2 separate regions of the Sus scrofa genome follow, and region 2 is linked to region 1. Evidence: chromatin contacts called from public Hi-C data. All regions are on one chromosome and are shown on one strand. The core of a region is the stretch at or near the end of the contact, and the rest is flanking DNA. Distances in the headings are between cores, read along the strand shown.

Region 1 (4,893 bases), core at 539-3,038:
TCTCCAGAATTCCAAACACATAAGACAATTATTTCATAATTTTTAACAGGGAATTTTTTTTCTTAATTTTCTGTCTCTTATGCTCTCTGTAATTAACAGATACCATATCTGGATAAAATAGAGAACATAACACTAATAGAGAAGATATAATAGTTCGGTTACCAAAGTTATCATTATATCTGAGATTCCAAGGTTCATTGCTTCCATTTATATTGGCCTTCACTCTACCTCAAAGTCAACCTTCACTATTCTTCATATAAAACGAAAAATAACAAGAGCTGGGGTCAAAAGACAAGATTGAAATGACTTTTAACAGAACCATCGACTGAAGGCAATTTCAAGGCCTCCCAATTACATCTTTTCTGACGATAAACTTTTCAAGTCTGCAATTTTTCAGGTCATAGCAGTTTTAGGACTTGGTTCCAACTGAGAGTAAACTTGAGGATAAGTAACAGAAGCCAGTTCTGCTCCTCTAAGTAGTTGTTCTGAAGGAGCACCAAGGGCAGTGAGGGCTGAGCCTCCCAGGGACATGGAATCAGCAAGAATATCAGAGGGACCAGGACAGCAGGGATGATCATAAATGTTACCAGGAGCTAAGTGTCCCTGCAACCATCCGAAGTAAAGCCATAAAGCAGCATTTTTTTTACATTGTGTGAAGTCTTAGGTTGGACCTTGGCAATTTCATTTTTCAATCCAAAACACTCTGATCCAAAAGAAAGAGATTCTTAAAAATGTATAAAGTGGCTCTTCACAGATATTGGCCATTGAAGAAGAGAAGAAAGAATTCTGATATTGGTTGAGCACCCTCTATTTATCACACACCATACTGGGACTTTTCATATGTTGTTTCACTTCATTGAATCCTCACAACAACCTAAAGAGGTCGATAGTATCATTCCATTTTACAGAGGAGAAAACTTAAGTTCAAAAAGGGAATCAAGCAAGGATTTAAACACAGACTATGGGAGTTCCCGTTGTGGCTCAGTAGTTAACAAATCCGACTAGGAACCATGAGGTTGCGGGTTTGATCCTCGACCTTGCTCAGTGGGTTAAGGATCTGGTGAGCTGTGGTGTAGATCGCAGACACAGCTCGGATCTGGCTTTGCTGTGGCTGTAGTGTAGGCCGGTGACTACAGCTCTGATTTGACCCCTAGCCTGGGAACCTCCATGTGCCATGGGAATGGCCCAAGAAATGGCAAAAAAATAATAATAATAAAAGTAAATAAATAAATAAATAAACAAACAAACACAGGCTGTGTAACAGAGTGAATACTGTCTCCCCAAAATTCATGCTACCCAGACCCAGTGAATGTGACCTTGTTTGAAAATAGGATCTTTTCAGATGTAATCAAGTCCAGACAAGGTCATACTAGATTAGGGTGGGCCCTAAATCCAATGACCAGTGCCCTCTTAAGAAGAGGAAAATTTGGACACAGACACATAAGGAGAATATCATGTGATGATAAAGCTAGAGACTGGAATGATCCATCTACAAACCAAGGAATGCCAAGGATTGCTGGCCATCAGCAGAAGCTAAGAAAAGGCAAAGAAAGATTCTTCCCTAGAATGCAATCCTGCCCACACCCTGACTTCAGACTTCCAGTCTCCAAATCTGTGAGAGAATAAATGCTCTATTGTTCTAAGTCATCCGTTGGTGGTGGCACACTGTTCCAGCTGCCCTGGGAAACTCATACAGTCTGTCCATTTCCCAAGGGCCTTCACTTTTGCACCATCTGCAAGCCTACCAGTGTGCCTTGACTGAAGAACTTACCCTGAGATACTGTGAGATACTTTGAGATAGATGATACGTGCTGCTATTTCATAGTCCCTCTCCTGAGAGTAGAGGCTTAAGGACAAGGAAATGCAGAGTATTTGTGGAGCTATGAACTTCAGGTGTTACTGAAGAGAATATACTACAGGGGTCCTAGCAAGCCCATGGTATGGCCTGATTGACGAATATAGTTGCAGTCACAGACCACCAAGAGGGTTCTGCAGGTCAGAATGTATTTCTGCACGGAAAAAAAAAAAAGTAACAAAAATTTCAAGAAAGTTGGATACATGGCCAATGTAATTCTCTAGCCTGAGTAGGAAATTTTTTTTAAGGTTATGGGAATGCCAGAGCAAGATGAATCAAAAATAGATCTAAAGCTCAAGTTGCCAGAACTATAATTATGGAAGTGACTTTCGTCCTTGGAGCTTCTTAAAAGATGGCTTCATAGTCCCGTGAGGGGAGTGTCTGTGGAATTTGGAATTCTCCCCTCAAGTTGGCATGAAATCAGCTTATTTGAGCCTGTGATGTTTCACAGAGCTCCCCATACTGGCCAGAACTGAGGTTGCGTATGTTCATCAGGTTTTCATTGAAGGCACATTTTCAACCCCTGGGAACACAATGCAAACTGTAATCTTGACAATGGAGAGAGAACCCTGGGTTGCCTATATACTTCAGATCATTTCAGATCTTGACTTAATTTTATATTCTGAAAAGTAATAGCTCATTGTCAATTCTTACTAGACTCAAACAAATTAGTATCAGAAATTTACATGCATACCATCATCTAACATCAAACATCAGCTCAGCTTCTTAAACCAAATAGACATTAAGTAAATATTAGTTACATGTTCAAAAGATTGAATTGTCTGCACTAACAACCAGTCATAGATTTCTGAGAGGACTGTTCATCTGCTAACTGGAGTGCCAAGGCTGACTATTTGGAATTGTGCAAGGGACATAATGATGCATGCAAAGTCCTTAAACTAAGATCTTTTGTGTTCATTTATAAATATATGTTCATAAATATTGTTAATTTTGGCCTAATAATACCTTACAATTAATTGCTTAGGTCTTTGTAGTTTACAAAGCACTTCTGCAAACAGACATACCTGATATCAAGGACATAGTACATAAGTCTGCTTCCATTATCATCAGCCTTCTCCCACTGTATTGAATTTTTACTCCCTTCAAGTAATTTTGGAATGCCTGGTTTACTTGGGACACCAGCTTGGAAACAAAAAAGAATCTGATTGATATGTTAGAAGTATAAAATATTCTGCATAACATCCTTCTATGGGCTATATTTACTAATAGGAAAGCCAAATACATTAAAGAAATATTCAGAAACATTCTTATACGAGTGTATATTTTTATTTTTTCATCTTAAAAAGCAATTCATATTTTTAAATGAGTATCTGAAATTTTTATTAGTGACAGAGTAAATGGATTAGTGATAGGAGTAACAATATATCTTAGCTTGATATGAAATAAGTGATGCAAATAAAATATTTTTGTAAGTTTTAGAGCATTTTCCCTATTTGTTTGTTCGTTTTGGCCTCAGCTTGCAGAAGCTGGATATGGGATCTCGGTTCTTAGATCAGGGATTGACCCCAGGCCACAGTGGTGAAAGCACTGAGTCCTAACCACTAGACCACCAGGGAACCCCCTCCCTTGATTCTTGAAGAGATCCACTTTGGGTTATTGTGTATCTTTTAGAACACTAGTTAATTTAATATACTTGTTAGATTTTTTTTATTTTTAGCATCTGGTTATAGTAGTCAGTAAGTAACTACTTGAACACTCAGTGACAATGTTTTCATTTAGTTCTTATTGCAAAATATCATAGCTAGGTGGGAAATCAGAATACTGAAAGGCAAAATAATTTTGCCCAGTTCGGGTCCTGCAAGATTAGATGAGTATTATCTCATTACTTCCTGTAAGATTCCTGCCTCTTTTCAATTTCTTGAGTCAAGCTCTACAGACAGTAATTTACTCTTTCAAGAAAAATTTCAGGGAGTTCCCGTCGTGGCTCAGCAGAAACGAATCTGACTAGCATCCATGAGGACACAGATTCGATCCCTGGCCTCGCTCAGTGGGTTAAGGATCCGGTGTTGCCATGAGCTGTGGTGTAGGTCGCAGACGCAGCTCAGATCTTGCATTGCTGTGGCTGTGGTGTATCCAGGAGCTGTAGCTCCAATTTGACCCTAGCCTGGGAACTTCCATATGCTGCAGGTGCAGCCCTAAAAAGACAAAAGAAAAAAAAGAAGAAGAAGAAGAAGAAGAAAAGAAAAAAAGAAAGAAAAATTTCAACCTCCAGAATTCATGAAATAAGCAATAAGTAAAGAATTGAGAAGCGTCTAGGGTTTTCTGAGCATTGAGTATGTTACTTACGCTTAGTCTTAAAGCTCTCTGGGAGTGAGGTGCTGTTTTCTCCTGTGCTGTACACCACCACTACTCGGACATTATAGGAGGTATAAGGCTGCAGAGCTGTGATGTTGCAGATATAAGCAGGACCTTGGCTACACAAAGCTTTAACATGGTAAAACTCATTGTGCTTCCACTAGAAAAAGAAGTCTCAATTAACATGTTTGTTTCTTTAAGAACTTCTTAAACATGGAAATTCAAAAACCTGCAGCAAGCAATTAAAACTTAAAGTTGGCTTTCTATTAAAAAATAAGAGTTTCTTTATGAGCGTTTGGTCCCAAACGTTATCCTCACTACCGATGGCCATTTTATTCCTTTCTGACAAGGTGTAACTGACTTGAATGTTGGTCCTTAGAATGAGCCCAAGGTGGAACATGTACCTCTGACTATATACCATCAAGGAAGATTCAGAACCTGAATTCCTGTTATCCCTAATCATAGGCATCTTTATCAAATTAGGATGACCCAAGAATGCATATTCACAGATGAGGGCAATGATGGATCAATTCAAGGATATTTTCAATTCCACAGATTTGCTAATTTCAAAATAAAAATATTTTTACATATTTTGATTCGATGAAGAAGTCCACAGTGACTTATAAATGTAAACATTTAGTTTTTCCTCCCAAACCCTCTTTAGACATCTAACCAACATTCCTTATGTTTATACATAGGAAACCTAGTTCCCTAAAAGAAAG
Region 2 (4,322 bases), core at 395-2,894, 150 kb before region 1:
GATTATATGCTCAAGGCAGTTTTAAATATGTGGAATAGAGTCAGATCTGCCCAGCTGGCTAGCTGAAGCTCTAGCTCTATGAAAGAATTTGGCCAAGATTAACAACACTGCCTATTGGACCTGCTACTGAGCCTAGATTCTTGATTAAGTTCAGCTGATTGCAGTTCACCTAACAGAACTAACTGACCGTCAGAACTGTGGACCCATGGGAAACAATAAGTGGTTGTGTTAAGTCACTAAGCTTTGGGGGTGATTTGTTACACAGCTAGAGTTAACTGATTCATCACATTTTCTTATAAGCATAACTGTTATGTAATTTATCTAGGATAGATTATGTGAAAGGAAAGTTACTCATTATATATGCTTACATTTTTGGCTGTTCTTATGTTTACTGCAAATTTTTATTATGGAATCTATGGGAGGAAAAGGTTTCGAGGAGGAAATTAAAATCCTTATTCCATTCAGATATTAGAAAGTCACTGCCAGTCTTAGCAAATCCAGTAAGTTTTTAAACAAAGTTAGGATGCTGAATTGGAGTATATTTTTACCACATGATCACAGTCCTTGATACTACCCTATAAAGGAAAACAACCTTCCATTTTAGAGGCATCCTTCCATTCCCTCTGCCCACTGTCTATCACTTTCCATTTCACAACTTCTACTCTGTCTCCAGGAGAAATTGCACAAATTGTCCACCAGCATCAGGCAGGGGGCCTGATAATGTCTTAACAGAACCCCTGCTGATGTGCATCTCTGTTCTCTACTCAGCTGTCCCATCCTGCAGCTACAGTTCTAAAGTTACAGGACAGTTTCTAACTTTGTGCCTGTCCCAAGGCATCAGGACCAAGGCACATGATTTGTAATTTATGAGGACACCCACAGAGCTGTCACTTGCAAGGCAGGTGTTGAGAAAATGGCAAGCAGCTCTAGGAAAGAAAAGGACTCTGATCTCACCCCTGAATAATGGTGGCTAACCTAGCCATGGATAGAAAGCGTTGACATAAGCGAGCTTTAAAAATAAAGCGATGGCTCATCTTGCTAAAGGCACTCTCTGTTTGTCTCTACACAGTTGAATATAACAGGATTTAAGCAATCCATGAAAAAAATAGTTGCAGTGTTTTAGTCTGAGGCTGTTTGTATGTTTCTCAACTGTGCTTTGCAATCGAAACTACTAATTTCAGGTATACTATAGATAAATAGGCAATTCAAAATTCAAATTAAATAATCCCAGGATGCAATGGATAATGATCTTCTAATCTCCCTAAAAGAAATGATACAAAATGGAAATCTAAACAAATTAACACGAGTTAGACGAAAAGGAATTGCAAAAATAAATATTGACCCAGCCAAGTGGGTAATTAATTGAATAAACTGAATCAGTATGTTAGCTGGTTGATATTTTTTGTGTCAGCTGAGTTTGGTCTCATCCCAGCTTATTTCACATTCCAATTTATGGTAATATTTTGGATACTAACACGAGGAGATTTAATCTTAAATTGATTTATATGGTAGTGAAGTCTATTTATAAGTAAAAATAGAGTGAAAGTCTCAAGGCATTTCCAAAGCGCCACAAGGTGCACGTTGTAACTCTGGATGGAAAGAATATCAGCTAGGAAGCAATCTGAGCTCTGAAACCAAATGACGTCATGATGAAAAGTCTCCAGGATTTTAAAAATATTGCTTACTGATAGGCAGCTCAACTTTCCATCTTGGGTCTGAGAGCTCCGGTGGGATATCTGTGTTACAATGCATGCCCAGCCGACTTCACACCATGCAAAAACCACAATGAACATAGAGACTCAAATATCAGGCTGATTACTGGTTGCAATTGGAGCTTTCCCACCGGCAAAACTAGATTTTCCTTCTTTTGGTGAAGAAAGATCAGATTGGAAGGTATTTCCCATTACCAATTCTTAAAATCTTCCTCCTAGTCATACTCTGCATGCTGTCATTAAAAACCCACCATTTTCTTAAAGATTCCTATATATTGTCTATTTATAAAGAGTCAGCAAACCACTAGATGACTTAAGCCATTGTGTCCTGTACCCTCCCACCTCTATTATAACTGATCAGGCTGAAAAGAACAGTTAAGGAGGTTCTGGACAACCCCAAGCCACTTTTTTGGCTCCTAGCCTGGAAAAACTCCTGACAGAAAGCTTGTCTGGTGCCCTTGGCAGAAACCCACAAGATCTAGTAAAATGCCAAAGAGGAGACAGCATGACATCAAGAGGGAAACATGCTTAAGGCAACAGGGCTAGACCTGCCAAAGGCAACTTTGGGAAATTATTATTATTGGCTTGTCAGGTGGTTCCAATGTAGGTATAGAAACATGGACACTGCATTTTCTTGTCGATTTTTGTTTGGTGGTTTCATACTAAACTTAGTTCCTATTTATCTGGCTCTTTGTAACAAGTGGGAAATAGTCTTAGTAGAAGTTCAAAGGATAGTTGTAGGCTGTTTTTTCAAGAATCTAAGCAATCATCAATCTGTATATTACTTCGGGCTTCACATCACCAAGGCCCTAGTCATTTCCTGCTTGCCCCATCAGCTACATCACAGGAGATACTCTTTTGGAAAGACAAAGGTTCAGAAGATCAAGGAAGAGGTCTCTAAAATAGATGGAGATTATCAAATATTTTAGGTCCAATCTCAGTGTGCAACCATCCCCACCATCTTGATTTTTGTTGGAAAGTCCTCTGAAATTTGGTTCCCCCATTGTCTCTCTCTGGTCATACCCAGTACACCATCCCAGAGACTGGGCTGAATCTGGAAGAAGTCATGCCAACAGGGAAGTGAAGGGAGGTAGGGCAGTCTAGAGCACTCAGCTATTGGAAAACCCCTAAAAAGCCACAGACAAGCAAGTACTTCAGAAAGCTCTGAGTTTCATCAGAATGTATGTTTGTGAACAATTATCAAGAAGTGTCAGCTCACAAACATAAAGAGTAAAAGATGGTGGGAAAGAGAGTTCCTGTTGTGGTGCAGTAGAAATGAATCGGACTAGTATCCATGAAGATTCCAGTTCGATTCCTGGCCTTGTTCAGTGGGTTAAGGATCCAGTGTTGCTGTGAGCTGCAGTGTAGGTAGCAGATGCCGCTCAGATCCTATGTTGCTGTGGCTGTGGCAGAGGCCAGCAGTTGTGGCTCCGATTCGCCCCCTAGCCTGGGAACTTCCATATGCTGTAGATGAGGCCCTAAAATGTCCAAAAAAAAAAGATGCTAGGAAAAGCCGTGAGCTTGGACTGAGACCTAAAATCTCTGGGGCCCACCTGCAAGGTCTGCTTCAGGTTAAGCATAAAGGAACACTTTTAAAAATGCATTTTACAGCTCGTTATTTTCTTCACTTTTACAGAGATGATAAGGAAACAACTCAGATGCGTTGATTTGTTGAAAAAAGGTGTTTGAGATAAACACATTTAGGTTTCTGGCCTTATAAACCTGTGTATGAATCTAGCTTTGGCGACTTACCAGCTGTGTGAATTTGGACAAATTACTTATTCTCCCTGAGCCTCATTTTCCTCATCTGCAAATAGGGGAAAGAATGCCTGCTGTCTGGAGTTCCTATTGTGGTGCAATGGTTAACGAATCCAACTGGGAACCACGAGGTTGCAGGTTCGATCCCTGGCCTTGCTCAGTGGGTTAAGGATCCGGCGTTGCCGTCAGCTGTGGTGAAGGTTGCAGACACGGCTCGGATTCCGCGTTGCTGTGGCTCTGGCATAGGCCGGTGGCTACAGCTCCGATTCGACCCCTAGCCTGAGAACCTCCATATGCCACAGAAGCAGCCCTAGAAAAGGCAAAAAGACAAAAAAAGACAAAAAAAAAAAAAAAAGAATGCGTGCTGTTTGGTAATTAATGTTGTTATAATTGAAGTAACATATGTGAGGCACTTGGCACAATGGCAGTCTATTTTTAACATATGGATTCACAATTAGTACTGGCAGCAAGTGGCCTCTTATGGATATTGATTTAACAAATATATATTTTTCAACTGCTAAGGGCCAGGCATCCTTATTTAAAATAATTTCTGGGGGAGAAAAGAAAAAGAAAAGAAAACTAACATTAGTGAAAGACCCCAGGAGAATGTATGGCTCCATCCAAGAAATATGGAGAATATATGAGTGAAATAATCACATGGATAGGTAAGACACATCCATAAAATACACTGAAAAAGACAGCATGTGCCTAAGTACCAAAACCAAACAATTTAAAGCTGAGTATCTATTCACTATAGCACTCTAAGTATATGACAAACTTTTAGCTCTCTCAGAATAGTATATATTGAATATTTTCCCAGGAATCTTAAACATTTCCAATGTATCTTATTTC

The links. Hi-C and Micro-C count contacts between places; a contact is called where the count stands out from the background.
Region 2: a contact with region 1 is called in a Hi-C map of skeletal muscle, with 5 times the contacts expected there. The contact joins two enhancer-like sites. A contact is called at or near these places in 3 of 47 Hi-C or Micro-C datasets (psoas muscle and skeletal muscle) and 1 of 2 datasets of contacts at active chromatin or transcription factors (skeletal muscle).

The regions. Positions count from the first base shown.
Region 1 is chr1:44,490,601-44,495,493 of Sscrofa11.1, reverse strand. ROS1 (proto-oncogene tyrosine-protein kinase ROS) reads right to left here. Exons shown (of 44, transcript XM_021089102.1): 32 at 4,163-4,331; 33 at 2,881-2,998. Among named protein-coding and RNA genes, the nearest start is that of VGLL2, 65 kb to the left of the region's middle. Within about 2 kb of position 1,788, at least 2 of the 83 cell types and tissues checked have an H3K27ac peak or open chromatin away from gene starts, as enhancers often do. A contact at or near this core is called in skeletal muscle, where this site is marked.
Region 2 is chr1:44,643,858-44,648,179 of Sscrofa11.1, reverse strand. No RefSeq gene overlaps it. Among named protein-coding and RNA genes, the nearest start is that of VGLL2, 88 kb to the right of the region's middle. Within about 2 kb of position 1,644, at least 3 of the 83 cell types and tissues checked have an H3K27ac peak or open chromatin away from gene starts, as enhancers often do. A contact at or near this core is called in skeletal muscle, where this site is marked.